Regions from separate parts of the Mus musculus genome. Here region 1 is linked to region 2. The links are chromatin contacts, called in public Hi-C maps. All regions are on one chromosome and are shown on one strand. Each heading gives the region's core, a stretch centred on a gene start, on an enhancer-like site or on the middle of the called end of the contact. The rest is flanking DNA. Distances are from core to core; before and after follow the strand shown.

Region 1 (2,700 bases), core at 54-2,553, 110 kb before region 2:
TGTTCTTTATGACCACATGGGTCCCTCTGAGCTAATTTGTGACCAAGTTCTACATTTTAAATATGAAGAATCCTCCCATCTTGCTTTGAAAAGAACATCTGCACAGAAAAGAACCTGCTTACTCAGACTGTATTCTCTTATTCCATTTTTCATGAGTTGTGTGTGCCGTATGCATCTATGAATAGTTGCATGATTTTATATGTTCAATGTGTGGGGGCATACATATATGTGCATGCCTGCCCTCATGCATGTGGAGGTCCAAGGCTGGTGTCAGGAAACACCTTCAGCTGCTCTCTTAGTGAAACCCAGAGCCCTGTGAAGTGGCTAATCTTGATCACCAGCTTGGCCTGGAGAGACACTATGTCCACCATGGGTGGGGAGAGTTACAGTGGGCTCCCGCATCCACCTGGCATGTGTAAGGGTTTTTAGAGTTCCTGAGCCATCTCCCCAGTCCTCAAATCATCATTCAATCTTAGGAGGGAAGAGAATTGTAGGAATGTGCCAATTCTTTCGAACTGATAACCAGACGATCATTTTTAAATAGTTATTTGTTGTGCGGCTTGGCCTTCATGTGGGTTCCCTAGCAACTGGAGCAGGGGATGCCTCTGGCTCAGACTTTGTTGCCTGCCTTTGGATCCCTTTCCCCTACCTGGGCTGCCTTATCTGGCCTCAGCGGGAAAGGATGCCCTTAGTCCTGATTCAACTTGGTGTGCCAGTGTAGGATGGGTCAGGAGGGGTGTGGGGCTCCTATTTGCTAAGAAGGGGAGGGGGAGTGGAGGGAGAGGGTGGGAGGGTGTAGCTGGAAGAAGGGAGAGAGGGGTCTGTGATTGGGTATAAAGTGAATAAATAATAGAAAAATGATATCTGTTATTCAATCATGTCTGAGTATTTGTTTTGATATATCAGTCTGAGAAAACATGGTTAGATAGAGTAAGTATACCCCTCCCAGTAACATTCATAGTCATACTTTTGGGGGTATACATGTGGTGTTTTCCAATGAAAAGATTCAGGATTTAAAAGAATTAAAAGCATATTTAATCAGCATGATGAATACCATAATATTAGGCCTAGGGATTGATGACAGGAGTGGATGTAAGGGGGGTGGGGCATAAGCCAAATGAGATCAGCCTCTGAGACCAGGGTGGAGCTCTTCCAGAAGTCAGCTGCTGTTTCTGTCAGTCAGCCCTGCCAACCTGTCTGCAGAGCTGGCTCTGAAAGTGGACGCGTTGCCAGTTCTGTACACCATGCATATTCATCCCCCGGGTGGGCTTTCTCACTCTGCAAGGAAGGGAGCTGAGATCTGCTGAGCTGCGCAAATCAGGCTAAGTAGGTTTTTCCACCGGGCTTTGCCTCTTCCTTAGGACAGAGCCCGGTCGATGCCGGAGGCTTTAGCCCTTTCGTGAAATAAATTCCCCAAAGCAAGTGCAGCGGAAGCAAACTTGGCATAGAAAAACCAGTGCTTGAGAGATAATGAATACAGGCTTGTTGTGCATTCAAAATGCTGGGTACAAAATATATTTGTATATAATCATTCCCAGCACTATCAACAAATGTAAGAATGTAGCTAGGTTGTTTTTTTTTTTTTTTTAAACTGGGAATAGAAACGTTAAACATATGACTTGGCGTGACTGTCACCTCTAGACCTATTCTGAGTTAGGCATGAGAAGATTCTAGAACACTGGCATTTTTTTTTTTTTTTATTGATTGGTGTTATGATTCTAAATGTCCTTAAAGACATTAAGGTCTACTAGTCTTAACTGGTTACTAGTCTTGTGTCACCGATAGAACATGACGGGACCTTTAGAAGCTAGGGCCCAAAGACAGGAAGTTAGGTCCTTAAAGGCGTGTCCATGAGGGGGACCCTTGGACTCTACCTTCTTGCTTCCTCGCTATTTCCCAGCACCAGGAAAAATGGTGTAATGCCGTTTGGATGAGATTAAAATGTTAAGTGTTTCGTATGTGAGACGTACATGATCTTTACTAAACCAATTTATTGGTTACTTTCTCTCTCTGTCTTCTGCTGCAAAATATACAAAGGGATGCCATGGAGTGTCCTCAAACAATGGACGCCTTTGTTGTTGCTGTTCCCCTAGGCCCTGTATTTATTTCATATTTCGTATTCTGGCTACAGTTGTAAAATAAAAAATTTAGAAAAAAAGTCGTTTATTCACGCTGTGGTCTGAATATAAAATACCTTCCTCTGGCCCAGGAGGTTCCAGCTGGCGGAGCTGTTCTGAGAGGTTCTGGGAAGTGTAGGATGGAGAACTGGACTAGAGGAAGTAGGTTCCTGGGGCGTGCTGTTGGAAGCTGTACCGTGTCCGATGGCCTTTCTGTTACCTGTCTACCATGAGGTTGTAGCTTGGGCCACATACTCCTACCTCCATGATGGAAATGCCTCTTTTCTACCACGCCCTTCTTACAGGATGGAAAAAAAAAAACTTCCCTTGTTCTCTGTTTGAGGCTCTTGCTGTCTGAGCTGTTTTTGCTCCCCCAGTCTGTGCTCAGCGAGCACTTCTCTAGGTGAAACGCTCCTGGTCCATCTGACTAATGGAGACCTCCTGTTCTCTCGGTCTTCTTTCTCCTTCTCCTTTGTGGTCTCTCCTGAACCCCATCATTCAATCCTCTAGTCTCGCCTTTCTCTCTCTACTGTCCAATCACAGGCTCTAGCCTTTTATCAACCAATTAACTTTAAATTGGAGA
Region 2 (2,700 bases), core at 33-2,532:
TAGACTAACTTTCGGAACTTCATTTGAATGATCTGGAATTACCAAGACTCCAAGGATTTCATGAACAGAGGAGGCTTGGAAACTTCTGCCACAAGATGATTTATTCCAGCATGACTGCATCCAGCCGACGCAGTAAGAAGAGATACCCTGAAAGCCACCATATTTCAAGGACAGCAGCTCATTTTCCATTCACACCTAACTTCAAAGGAGGCTGAGGGTTTAGAGTTTAGGCAAATGCCCCGACAGCGCAGTCAGACAGAGCTGGTTCCAGGAGAATGACTATGCCCCACACAGGCATGGTGAGAAATGGAGACATTTCAATGTTTATGCCGAGGCCACAGACTCCAGAGAACACCAATGAAGAGGAATTCCTGAGTTAGAGATGGATTCAGAAGTAGGAGGAAGAGGAGGACAAAGAAGACTTCAGCGATTCCAATTGGTTTGCCTGCTGGATATCGGTGTCTGTACCTGAGAAAGGGGTCTGAGAGAACAGTGGGAAGTTTACAGTGGTGAGTGACTGAAGCCAGCACAAGTATATACAAGGGAAACTCATGATGTTGAAATTATGAAGGAAGTTTTATTTTAGGTAGTTTTAATATTTTAAGTTTTATTCTATATGTATGGATAGTTTGTCTGCATGGATGTCTGTGTGCTACATGCATGCCTAGAGTCTAGAGAACGTTTGGAGACAGTAACCATGGGACAGGAGTTTCACACAGTGTGAGTTGTCATGGGGATTCTGGAAACTAAACCTGCATCCTCTGGAAGACCACTTAGTGTTCTTAATCACCGCCCTCTTGCCGTCTCTCTAACCTTGGCTTGGGTTGTCTTGTCCATCTCATCGTGGTCCATAAGACCCTCTTTCTATGGCATAGCATTAAGACGGAAGGCATAGCAATAAAAGCGACAGGAAGCATGTTCAGCAAACAGACGCTGGTGAGGTGCTTTGCTTCTACAGGGTTAATCAATCGCATAGATTAAAAGAAAGACGAAAAAAGAGAGAAGGAAACAAAAACAAAAAGCCAAACCCGAACCCTTGGGCAGAGAATGGGAAACACTACTGATCAAATCTCCCAGTCACACATTTGGAAACGCTGGGGTCAGCGATTGTCTGTGGTTCCCTCCAAGTCCTTCATGTGGGTAATGGTGCCTGTTACATTAGCAGATGTGTCCAGGCACCTGCTGAGTGAATGGACACATTCGTAGCAAGCCCTGGCTTGTGGCTAACAGAATTACAACCCAATGGCACAGTAGCAACAAGACAGAGGAATGGCTGACAGCTATTTTCCTCAGTTTATGCGGTGGTGGCGGTGGCACTGGCAGTGGCACTGGCCGCCCATGCCAAAGATGATTGCTACTATTGTTGTTATATTATTAGTAGTAGTATTTTAAATGCCCTGGTAATGTGAATTTCAGTTCATACCACAATACTATGGGTATATGTATGGTGTTTAGAAAGACAATTATTGCTCATGTTGTTGGTTTTCCTCTGTAAATTACTTTTAATGAGGTCACTAGGAAGCATATCTCTCTCAGGAAATAGACAGGTGCCCTTCCCAGCGCTCATTTCAAGCTCTCCCTAGCATTGTTTGGTTCGGCGAAGCTGCGGGCATCAACGCTGGCTTCCCGTGATGAACAGCTACGTACTCAGCCTCAATTCTCGCCGCAGCCCAGCAGAAGAAGGTCTGTGGGCACCATGCACTGCTGTGTGGCAACGTGAAGGATTACAGCAGAAGCTCTCTGATCCTCTGGGAGCCAGTGTAAATTAGATTAATGACTGTACAGCATATAAATAGCCAGCTTGAGCCTCCCTATGAACTACAGTTATGCTCAGGACAGATCTCAGCAGTGACAGGGACAGCCAGGGACAGCCACATTCCTTGCTGTGGGTTTTTATTCTCAGAGTATTTCAAGAGATAGGGAAGGAGGGTCCAAATATGTGGAAGTAAATGTGAAAATCTGTAACCCCTTAATATATGAGGTATTCAGATCAACTCCTTTTTGGCAAGGCTGATTCTGATGGTATGTGTGTGTGTGTGTGTGTGTTTGTGTGTGTGTGTGTGTATGTGTCTGTGTGTCTTTATAAATGTACGTGTATGTGAGTGAATGAATGTATATATTATATATGAGAATGTTTGTGAATGTGTGTGAGACAGTGTGAATGTATGTATATGAATGAGTATGTGTGTGAATTTGTGTTTGTGAGTATGTATGTATGTATGTATGTATGAATGAGTGTGTGAATTTGTGTGTGAGTGAATATATATGTTGTGTGTTAGAATGTTTGTGTAAGTGTGCATGCATGTGTGTGTGTGCTTGTGAGCGTATGTGTGCATCTGCATGTATGTGTGTATATGTGTGTGTACTTTTCACATTTCTAACATAGAGATAATAACAATATGTGTCCCACAGGGTGTTTTGAATGTTCAGTGGTAAAGTTCTTATGAACAATTTACAATAGCACCTGTCTTAAAGTGTTTACTATACATTAGCCATGGCATTATTCAAATTATCATTATTTGGAATATTCCAAGAATAAACAATTGCCAAATCTTTACATATAATACTCATGATGTTTAATCTTGTGTGAAGTCACAGACTACTTGGAGAATATATTGAAAACTGTGGATTTTCAATTAAAAAAAAACAAAAAAACTTTGAAGTAATTTAAGAAGACTTAATTCTTAAGTAGGGAATCTT

The links. A called contact is a pair of places that touch in the nucleus more often than the background predicts.
Region 1: a Hi-C map of rod photoreceptor shows a contact between it and region 2, with 1.5 times the contacts expected there. The contact joins two enhancer-like sites. A contact is called at or near these places in 1 of 484 Hi-C or Micro-C datasets (rod photoreceptor) and 1 of 9 other capture datasets (embryonic stem cells).

The regions. Positions count from the first base shown.
Region 1 is chr10:120,025,219-120,027,918 of GRCm38.p6, reverse strand. All of the region lies in intron 15 of Grip1 (glutamate receptor interacting protein 1), which reads right to left. Among named protein-coding and RNA genes, the nearest start is that of Helb, 86 kb to the left of the region's middle. Within about 2 kb of position 1,303, at least 30 of the 459 cell types and tissues checked have an H3K27ac peak or open chromatin away from gene starts, as enhancers often do. A contact at or near this core is called in rod photoreceptor, where this site is marked.
Region 2 is chr10:119,917,268-119,919,967 of GRCm38.p6, reverse strand. The region is part of intron 2 of Grip1 (glutamate receptor interacting protein 1); the gene reads right to left. Among named protein-coding and RNA genes, the nearest start is that of Grip1os1, 66 kb to the right of the region's middle. Within about 2 kb of position 1,282, at least 6 of the 459 cell types and tissues checked have an H3K27ac peak or open chromatin away from gene starts, as enhancers often do. A contact at or near this core is called in rod photoreceptor, where this site is marked.